2 separate regions of the Rattus norvegicus genome follow, and region 2 is linked to region 1. Evidence: chromatin contacts called from public Hi-C data. All regions are on one chromosome and are shown on one strand. Each heading gives the region's core, a stretch centred on a gene start, on an enhancer-like site or on the middle of the called end of the contact. The rest is flanking DNA. Distances are from core to core; before and after follow the strand shown. Region 1 holds the start of Poldip3 (DNA polymerase delta interacting protein 3). Region 2 has its middle 21 kb from the start of A4galt.

The links. Hi-C and Micro-C count contacts between places; a contact is called where the count stands out from the background.
Region 2: a Hi-C map of liver shows a contact between it and region 1, with 2.8 times the contacts expected there. The contact joins the enhancer-like site here to the promoter of Poldip3 in region 1. A contact is called at or near these places in 5 of 12 Hi-C or Micro-C datasets (the Rat2 cell line, hepatocytes, kidney and 2 more).

Annotation. Positions count from the first base shown.
Region 1 is chr7:116,181,059-116,185,948 of GRCr8, forward strand. Poldip3 (DNA polymerase delta interacting protein 3) reads right to left here and starts at 2,242. Exons shown (of 9, transcript NM_001130506.1): 1 at 2,089-2,242. The coding sequence starts at 2,147. It overlaps Rnu12 (RNA, U12 small nuclear), which reads left to right and starts at 2,532; the gene lies at 2,532-2,682. Trnap-agg38 (transfer RNA proline (anticodon AGG) 38) reads left to right here and starts at 2,913; the gene lies at 2,913-2,994.
Region 2 is chr7:116,228,659-116,233,548 of GRCr8, forward strand. No RefSeq gene overlaps it. Among named protein-coding and RNA genes, the nearest start is that of A4galt, 21 kb to the right of the region's middle. Within about 2 kb of position 2,448, at least 5 of the 93 cell types and tissues checked have an H3K27ac peak or open chromatin away from gene starts, as enhancers often do. A contact at or near this core is called in liver, where this site is marked.

The sequences.
Region 1 (4,890 bases), core at 992-3,491:
GTGTGTGTGTGTGTGTGTGTGTTTGTGTGTCTGGTTCACAACCTGTTCTCCACAACGTCTTCTCCTCCCTGAAGCTGTCCCTACTGCTTCGCTTAAGACTGCACACTCCAAGATGAACCCAATGTTTTATAGATGGCATGGCCTCAGGAACCGAGGGGAAACATCTAACAGCAGAACCTACCAACAGTTAGCAACCTGTACGGCCTGGACAGGTTCAGGTATGCTGGACAACCCAGAACCAACTCCACAGCATTTACCTGAGGGAAGATCTGTGAGACTTGTATTCGCAGACAACAGATGAGAAAACAGCAGAGCGGTGCTAATAAAATGAATGGGTCCCATATTTTGTGTCCACCCAGACTAACAATTCTCAACCCATGGGGTTGAACAACACTTTCACAGGGGTCATCTAAGACCACTGAAAAACAGAGATTCATTACAAATAACAGTATGGAAATTATTAAGTAGCAAAGAAAATCATTTTATGGAAGGGGTCGGTACAGCATGAGGTGCTGTATTAAAGGGTCACAGCATTAGGAAGGTGGGAACCACTGGTCTAACAGTTCTCAGCCTTCCACCATCAACAGTCGCCTTTGGCAATGGCCATGACTCTCCCTTGGTGCAGTTATGAACCAATATACCTGATGTCTGTGCAAGCTTAACATGAAACTAAAATCACCATGAAGAAGTATATATAAGATAATGTCATGTAGTGTCTGGAACACACTGCTGAACTCTGCAAGGAAACACGTTACAAGGCCACTCAAGTGAGTGACCTCCTCACTGATGTGAGTGACCTCCTTACTACTGTGACCTCCTCCCCAGCACTGACTTTATTGGTCTTGTCTTTAAAAACAATGCACCCCTGACCATGGTCACCAAGTGACCTACTCTTGGCCTGGCCATTAATAAAAGGTCTCAAAACCTTAAAATGGCTTAATCATCGTGGCTGTCAACCTCTCAAAGATTATCTCCTTATGATCCAGAAGACAGGTAGGTGACGATATGAGCTGGTAAGCCAGGCAGAGATGGCGGCCGGCGCTGAGATCATTTCGTTTCAGTATGGGAGACAACAGAGTTTACTAGACACAAGCACAGGGAAGGATTGGCATAGCTGAGCAGATAAGAGTCTGGGAAAACAGTTCCTAACATTTACAGCAGCTCAACTATATGCTTGCTGACCACTAGGCGAGTTACCACTTTTTCACATTGCAAATTTATAAAAGCTAGAAATGGCTACCGATGTTTTGAGTCTGTTGGATCTGAATGTCTCAATTAAGACTCCAGAGCATACATCAGTGAATGTCAATGCACTCTCTTGGAACTGTTTTTCTGTCTTTGCCTGAGGCCAATTCAGTTTGTGAAATGGGTGTAAGATAATTAAACAACACCGAAGTGCCTGGAGCACCAGCTACTCAAAACACTGAGGCAGGAGGATCGATTGAGATAAAGAGTTCGAAACCAGCCTGGACAGCCTGGAGGAAGCCAGCTTTTCAAACAGAAGCAAACTCAGCACTTGGGAAATGGGAGGAGGAGGAGGATGCTGGCGTTTAAGGCCCTCCTCAGAGACACAGCGAGTTCGAGGCCTGCGCCGGCTACGTGAGAGCCCGTCTCAAGAAAACAAACGAACGAAAAACCATTACAGACATTCTAGTGAAAGAGCAAGGAAGGCACTTCGCTTATGAAAAAGCTCTTAGCTTAAAACGGGTCGGGCTAACCACAGTGGCGTGAGAGAGCCAGCAGAACTGGCCATGTACAGCTTTGGGTTCCTTGGCTCAACGTCCACACTCAACTCCAAGGGCCTAAAGGCCAAGCAGAGTCTGCGCCACGGTGGTCCCCTAGACCTCGTCCCCGGGAAGCAAGGCCCGCCTTGCCCAGCCCTCAGCTCGCCTGGGCCAGGCCTCCCGGGCCCAGCAGCCAGTGGACTACCTAGCGGCTGGGCCCGCGCGGCCCGGCCAATAAGAAGCGCGGCGGACGCAGGGGGCGGGCACAAGCGGCGTCGCACCCTCAAGCTGTTCCTTCCTCCGCCCCCGAATCCCAAGAAACAGCGAGCCCCACGAGCCTCGAATAAAGGAAAAAGCCGCTCACCGTCCCTTGGTCGCCGTTCCGCGCTTCCGGATGAGCTCGTCCAGCGAGATATCGGCCATCTTGCGCCGCCAAGGTAGCGGAGAGCGGATGAAAGGCCGTCAGCAGCGAGCCCGCCCCTCGGCCGGAGTTATGAGCAGCTTCCGACACCGGAACGACCAACTCTCGCGACAGCTCAAACGAAGCTCGAAACGGAAGGGGTGGAGCCCCGCCCCGTGAGCCTTTGCGGTGCTTGCTTCTAATTTGCATGTAGAAGTGCGAAGCATTATGGATTCTTTTTCCCCCCTTCTCCTTTTACAAATGAGGAGTTAAAGTGATACAAATCCTAAGCCGCTCAAAGAACTATCAAGAAAATAAGTCTGTTAGTCAGACAGACGATCTAACACTCACCATACTTGTAATAAGAATATAATTTCTTACCCCTGAGGAGTGTAGGTAGGTTCCTTATGCCTTAAACTTATGAGTAAGGAAAATAACGATTCGGGGTGACGCCCGAGTCCTCACTGCTTATGTGAGACGAATTTTTGAGCGGGTAAAGGTTGCTATCTAAGGCGACCCGCCTACTTTGCGGGATGCCTAGGTAACGCGATCTGCCCGACCCCTAATATGATAAAAGAATAGAATTTCTGGCAGTTATCCTTGACAGTTAGTTATACCAGGTTGTAACTACGACCCGGAAAATGTAGGTAACATTTTAACACTGCAGCCAGAGGTCCCCTAGAACCGGCAATGACATTGTGAGCCACCTGATGTGTATGTGCGCGCTCGCGCATGTACTCTTATTCACTGCACCATCTCTGCTCCGTCCTACTGTTTTTAAGACAAGGTCTCGGGGTTGGGGATTTAGCTCAGTGGTAGAGCGCTTGCCTAGGAAGCACAAGGCCCTGGGTTCGATCCCCAGCTCCGGAAAAAAAAAAAAAAAAAAAAAGACAAGGTCTCACGAGTGTTTATATCATACCTGACACGAGGCTCCTGTTCCTCCTCCTGTTTCTAAGTGCTCGTTTCACTCGATCATGCCCTGATGTAACTGCCCATGTTGTCAGGTCGTGCTCAGCTTCTGATGAGTGTATGTAGTGTTGATGAGAGAGCTAAGTCAACTGTTTGTCTTCCGAATGTGTAAATGGGGCAAATGAAGGTGGTTGGGTGGACTAACTTGACTGATTTGTTAGTGTTTGGCCTATGAGATAGTTTCTCGTTGGTGAGACAGAACTTCTAGAAGCTGGCCTGATGTAAGAGATGTGCTTGATAATTACGGAACACACAGACCTGGGAACATAGCTCAGATGTAAAGCACAAACTCCAGCACCACAAAATTACACATAAAAATAGGTTTTTGTTTTTTTTTGTTTTTGTTTTTGTTTTTGTTTTTTTAATAAAAACACGATGCTCTTGGGTCAGTCAGTTTCTCATGTCCCCTTGAAATGAACACGTTATGAAAGGAAGGCCTTACTAAGAGACAAGAACCAGTTTCCCATAAGACTATTCACAAGCTTGGCTCAGGAATCCCAGGCTGCTAGTTTGAAATGCCCTATGACTGAAGCCTTGGAAGAGTTGGAACTTTGATCAACTTGGACTGCCCCCTTTCTCAGGACATAGACTCTACAACCAGAAGCCGCCGTCCCTGCTGCCAGGGGCTGGACTACAGGTCCACTAACCAGCCAACTGTTTAAAACAAAAGGCATCAGGGTTCAGTGGAAAGGAAAGCTGAGCAGGATCCAGGAGAACCCTAGGGTTCAGCACTGCATCCAATAACTGGAGAAGCACGTCCTGGTCCTGGTAGTCCATCTTGTCATCTTACTTTAGAGACTGCCAGCATATAACGTGCAGGCAAGCATGCACGCACGCACGCACTCCCAAGGTGAGCAAAGGGACAGCTGCAGGTTTAGCCTCAGTGCTGGGGCCAGTTGAGCTATGCAGAGTACAGGAACAGGCCAGAGGGGTCTTGCCTAGAAGGCCCCGACTGCTCCTGAAGTTGTTAAAATATCTGTTTTCCTCCAGTACATGGGACTATAAGGAAGTCATCTGTAATGGTTACTCCTCGTTGTCAACTTGACTCTATCTGGAACGAACTACAATCCAGATCTGGAAGGCTCACCTGCGATCCTGATCTTGAGGCTGGGAGATTCAAGTTTCTGACCTGGATCTTGGCATGGAGATCTTGAGGCATAGTGGCTATGAATCCCAGGAGACTAAAACAAGATCTCTGAGTTCAAGGTCAGCCTAGGACAAAACAAGTCCCAGATCCAGGCATGGTGGTACACATCTTTAATCTGGGCCACAACTTCTGCTGCAGACCTAAATTAGAAGAAGGAAGATTCTTCTTCACCTGCTTGCATTTACTTGCCAACACATCTACTAGCTTTGTGGGATGGAGCAACTGCTAGATCCTTGGACTTGCCATTCACCACTGACCACTGCTGGGGAGCTGGACTACAGACTGTAAGTTATCATAATAAATCCCTTACTGTACAGAGACTATTCACAAGTTCTGCAACTCTAGAGAACCCTGACTAATACAACATCTAACTCTGGAGTTGGGACTAGTTTGAGGCTTTTTTGAGGGCAGTTCCACTGACCTCCTCCATGACAATGGGGCTCTGTGATCAGACTATCACCTTTGTGCAGCAAACACTGCCTAGTCAGTGCCCCCCAGCTTCTCCAGTCACCAGTTTTCTCCAGGTTTTTGAAGCAGCTTGTTCCAATCATAGAGTTCTCAAACTCACATTCTCCACCTGAGCTTCTGCCCCAGCAGGACGAGGTCTTCACATCCCAACTGTCTCATCAGAGGTAGCATGCTGGCTGGTT
Region 2 (4,890 bases), core at 1,198-3,697, 48 kb after region 1:
ACATTGTGTCACAGCTCTGAGGGAAGAGACTTCCCCAGCAGAAATGCCGCCACTCTGAGGGGAAAGGCTTTTCCAACAGAAGTGTGGTCGTTCTGAGGGGGAAAGGTATTCTGACAGTCCGGAGCCAAGGAATATCATATAGTCACGCCATACAAGAAATCTTACACAGAGATTTATTGGGAAAGACCCGGAGGGTGGCTGCCTCTGCTTAGGTGGGAAGCCCCAAAGAGCTGAGCAAGAGACAGATTTATACAGGGTTTCTTGGGGTAGAGTTTTCCATGGTGGAAATTTCCAGAGTGGAGGATTAGTGGGATTTCAAGAGAAGCCTGAGGATTTATGGGTTTTCCAGCTGAGGAATTGGTAGGTTTGGGTGAGTTTCTTTACCCTCCATATATGCCAAAGGGTGTGGTGGCCTCCGTCTCCTCCCCTTCAGGGTGTCCAGATGCCGCAGTACACCAGGCTGGAAGGATGAAGCAGAGTCTGGAATGAGTGGGGCCTGCAGGATCCCGGTCAGCAGCTGGGAGTGTGTGCGTGCGTGCGTGTGCGTGCGTGTGTGCGCGCGTGTGTGCGCGTGTGTGTGCATGCGTGCGTGTGCGTGCGTGCGTTGCGTGCGTGCGTGTGCGTGTGTGTGCATGCGTGCGTGTGTGCGTATGCGTGTGTGCGAGCGTGCGTGTGTGCGTGTGCATGCGTGCGTGTGCGCGAGCGTGCGTGTGTGCGTGTGCGTGTGTGTGCGCGCGCGTGTGCGTGTGTGTAGGCAGAGGCTTTCTCCTACAATCTTCAATGAAACAGCTCTCTGAGGCAATCTTAGCTTGTGTATAAATTAATGGGTGGGCTTAAACACTTTATTTTTTTTATTTATTTATTTTTTTGGTTCTTTTTTTTTCCGGAGCTGGGGACCGAACCCAGGGCCTTGCGCTTCCTAGGTAAGCGCTCTACCACTGAGCTAAATCCCCAACCCCAGGCTTAAACACTTTATTTGGGGTGAACCAAGGAGATATGAACCTGGAGAGTGGGAAGGGCTTCTTCTCAGGGTGTAGTTTCACTAGCTGAGGCTTAAGGTACTGAAGATACCTCATTTACATACAGAGGGATTCCAGGGAGTTGAGCCTGTAATTTCTCCAGGATTACAGTAACATTCCCCAGGTAGAGTGTAGTCTGGGCTCCCCTTGTCAGGCAGAGAAGAAGCCCGGCTAAGGAAAGGGAGTCCTCCATTTTGTGCTGAGCTCAGGAAAGCTGTCTGCACACTGTAGACAACAGACTTAGTAGTGAGGTGCAGCATCAGGACCACTGCTGCAGTGGGTTATCAGATCCAGAAAGGTGGGAGGAGGGGTGTCCGTAGCACAGACATCTCAGATTATTGTCCCCTGCTGTTGTCGAATAGCCTTTTCCTCTGTCTTTCCTCCCATCCCTCCTTCCCTTACTACTCCCCTGCCTTCTAGTCCCTACTTTCCTTTGCTGTATAACTTTGTGTGCCACTGGCTAGGACGCGCTGAAGACACAGCATGGGCTCAGGCATGTTCAGGAGTGGGGCAGCATCTGGTTCTGTAAAACAGAACGGTGTGAGTAGACCGGCTGAGCGGAGGAGCCACTCTACAGACACGAAAGCCGAAGGAGGAGCAAAAGCAGATTGGTATTCTCAAGGTGGTTTTCCTAGTGGAGTTAAAAGAGAGGGATTTCCTATCAGGCTACCCGCAACCTCACAGCCCCAAGGAACCGGATCTTCTGATTGGGTGCTAGGAGCCTGAACCTTCGCTTGGATTAAGAGATTTGCGCTTTGGTTTGCTTTGTAGCCTCTTGTAGTATTTCAGTCCAAAACAGCACAGACTGGACAATATTACCTCTGAGCACGCCCCAACAGCATCCTTCTTTGTAGGAAATAGTCCCTGGAGTCTTCTAAGGCTGATGGTACCGTAACAAAGGTACCGTTTAGCTGCGGTTCCCAGGTAGGGAGAATTTAGGAGGGCTAAGAGTGTGACTCCCTACTTTCGGGCGGGGGAGGGGGGCGTTTACACCCCATGAATAGCGGCAGCAGTAGGGATCCAGATTGCTGTGTTTCCGGATCATCGCGAACCGAGAATAAGGATCACGGGCCAGAAGTAAAAAGGAATCATGGGGATCATCATCCTGGTGTAATTAACCCCTAGGCGATCTCCGCAGCTCCTTTTCTTCTCAGTTAATCGCTAGATTCGCAACAGGTGGCGCTGCCTAGCTCATTTTGCTAGAAGGGCCTCTTTTTCTAGTCTTCTCCTGTGTGGCTTCTACAAGCAAGACGTCGCCGAGAGGTCTGAAAGCACTTTCCCAGGGGGTGTAAGTCCATCTAGCGCGGGAGGGTGGGTGGAGGGGGATGATCTTGGCACAAAGCCGGGTCCCTGTCTCCCCGCATGCTCTCCCTGGGTCCTCTGTGGTTTGTGGTGAACCAGGTCTTCAAACACTGCGGCAGCCGGGAGTGGCATTGGCTGGCTCCCGGCGCCCCCTGCCTGCAGCAGCTCCGCTCGAACTCTGATCTCTCACTAGGCCTGGAACACATTCCGGACCCCAGGTTCTCATCTGTCTGCAGTATGGACTAACAGGACCCCACAAGGAATTTGCTGTAAATTGCTCTTAAAACACAAAAGTTGCAGCCGGGTGTGGTGGCACACGCCTTTAATCCCAACACTCGGGAGGTAGAGACAGATACCTGAGTTAGAGGACAACCAGGGCTACACAGAGAAACCCTGCCTCCTTAGGGAAGGGATCCAGCCCAGCTGCTCTGACCCACTCAGGTAGACACAAGTCTCTGACGTCCATGCCTACTCTGCTCTTTGAAGCCAATGCATGTTGTAGACATTTGCAGCATGCAAAATGGTGCTGTGTGGTTTCATTCCCACCCCACCCCCACATGAGATCTGGGACCCCTCTTGTCATCCCCACCACCCCACTTTGAGACAGGGTCTCATGTAGTCTGGACTGGTCTCAGCTTCAGTATGTATCTGAGAATGGCCTTGAATTTAGGGTTGACCTGCCTTCACTTTCTGCTAAGATTACAGGATTACAGGTCTGTGTCACCACGTCTAGTTGAGACCTAGGACAAACTTGGGGTAGTTCCAGGTCGGGATTTTGGGCCCCTGATGCAGCTGAGAACACACAAGTTTATCATCAGAGAGGTCAGAGTTGAAATCTTTATTGTGATCTCGGTGTGGTGGTGCGCCAAGTAGTTTTAAAGGCTTGAGGCAGGAGAGCTGAGAGTTAGAAACAACCGACCATCTCACCCCCTTGGCTGTGGGACCAGGGCTCCAAGCTTCATCCATCACTTCATTCCGAAAATCGGACTGTTTCTGACAACTCAGTGTCGTAGGTACGGGATGCAAACAAAGCCATGCCGGTAAGAAACTGTAAGCATGTGTGGGGAGAGCTTGAAGCATTCTGGGGAAGGTCACAGGATGAGGAGAACCCCCCCCCAACTTCACAGACACCTGTGGGGTGCAGCCCGGGATAATGCGTGTGTGAGTGACATCAGAGGACAGCTATGCCGAGTCAGTGCTCTCCTCCCACCTTTATTTGGCTCCTGAAGGTAAAACTCAGGTCATGTGGTGCCATCTCAATGGCCCTCCCTTGAATGTTTTTGACATGCATTTGACTGAACCCATAAATGAGGAATCTGGTTACAAAAGCCAAGAGTAGGTCCGGGCCTGTGGGCCAGGTCGTAGAATGTTTGCCTAGCATGCATGAAGTTCTGGGTTTGATCCTTACCTTTCCAAAAAACAGGGATAATGGTGCATGCCTGCAATTCTAACACTCTAGGGGGAGGGGGAGGGGGAGGCAGGGGAATAAGGAATCCACTCGTCTTTGGCTGTACAGGAGGCCATCCCGAACTACAAAAACAGAACTAAGACAAAGCCAACTGTAAAGTGTTCCCAGCTCCCGGGTACCCAGCGCACGGCTCTGCTTAGTTAAGCTTTTCATGCAAACTAGCTCTGTTTGCACATAAAGAACTTGCCAAAATGGGAGAAAAGCACAAAGAAAGAAGAAACTTGCCAAATGAGCAGGACCATGGAACCACAGGATGAACCACGGCGTCCATCTCTTTTTTTTTTTTTTTCTTTTTCTTTTTCTTTTTTTTCGGAGCTGGGGACCGAACCCAGGGCCTTGTGCTTGCTAGGCAAGCGCTCTACCACTGAGCTAAATCCCCAACCCCACGGCATCCATCTCTTAATGGAGATGAGCACCTGCCGGTGGGGAAGGGAGGTGGAAGAGGAGGTTCGGGTCGCTGCGATAGAAATCGGCCTCCTTGCTAAACAGAGCAAATAGCGAAACGGGGCAGTTTCTACTTCCAAGCTGGCGTGCACTTGAAAATCTCGTCTGTCTTCATCTCTCAAGTGCTGGCATTTCAGAAGTACACCACCATGCCTGGCTGTACCTCTTTATCCCTGCCCACTTCCCTCCCTGCTGACCTTAAACTTGCAATCCTCCTGCCTCAGCTGGGACTGCAGCCGAGTGGCACCATGCTCAGCTCTAACCTCCTAATTTTACCTCAAATCCAAGTGTCTGCGTGATCCCTTGCTTCCTCTCATAGGCAGTCCAAAGCTAGATGGAATTTTTTGTTTGTTTGCTCTGACATTTAAAAAAAAAAAACCTTTTTATTATTTCATTATGAATTTCCCATCCTGCACCCCAGTTACACTCATCTCCCCAATCCTTCATATCAGCCCTCCACTCTTGCAACCTCGTCCTCCAAAAAACAACAACAACAACAAAAACAAAATAAACACCTCACTGAGGAATCTGTCCCACAGTATATGCAAACAGATTCATTTGCAAATGTTCATTGCAGTGAGCCCTTGGTCCGGTTAGAGGCCTCTCTCTGGCTTCTGTTACACTATCAAGACTGGATCTTCACCTGTGTCATGGAGA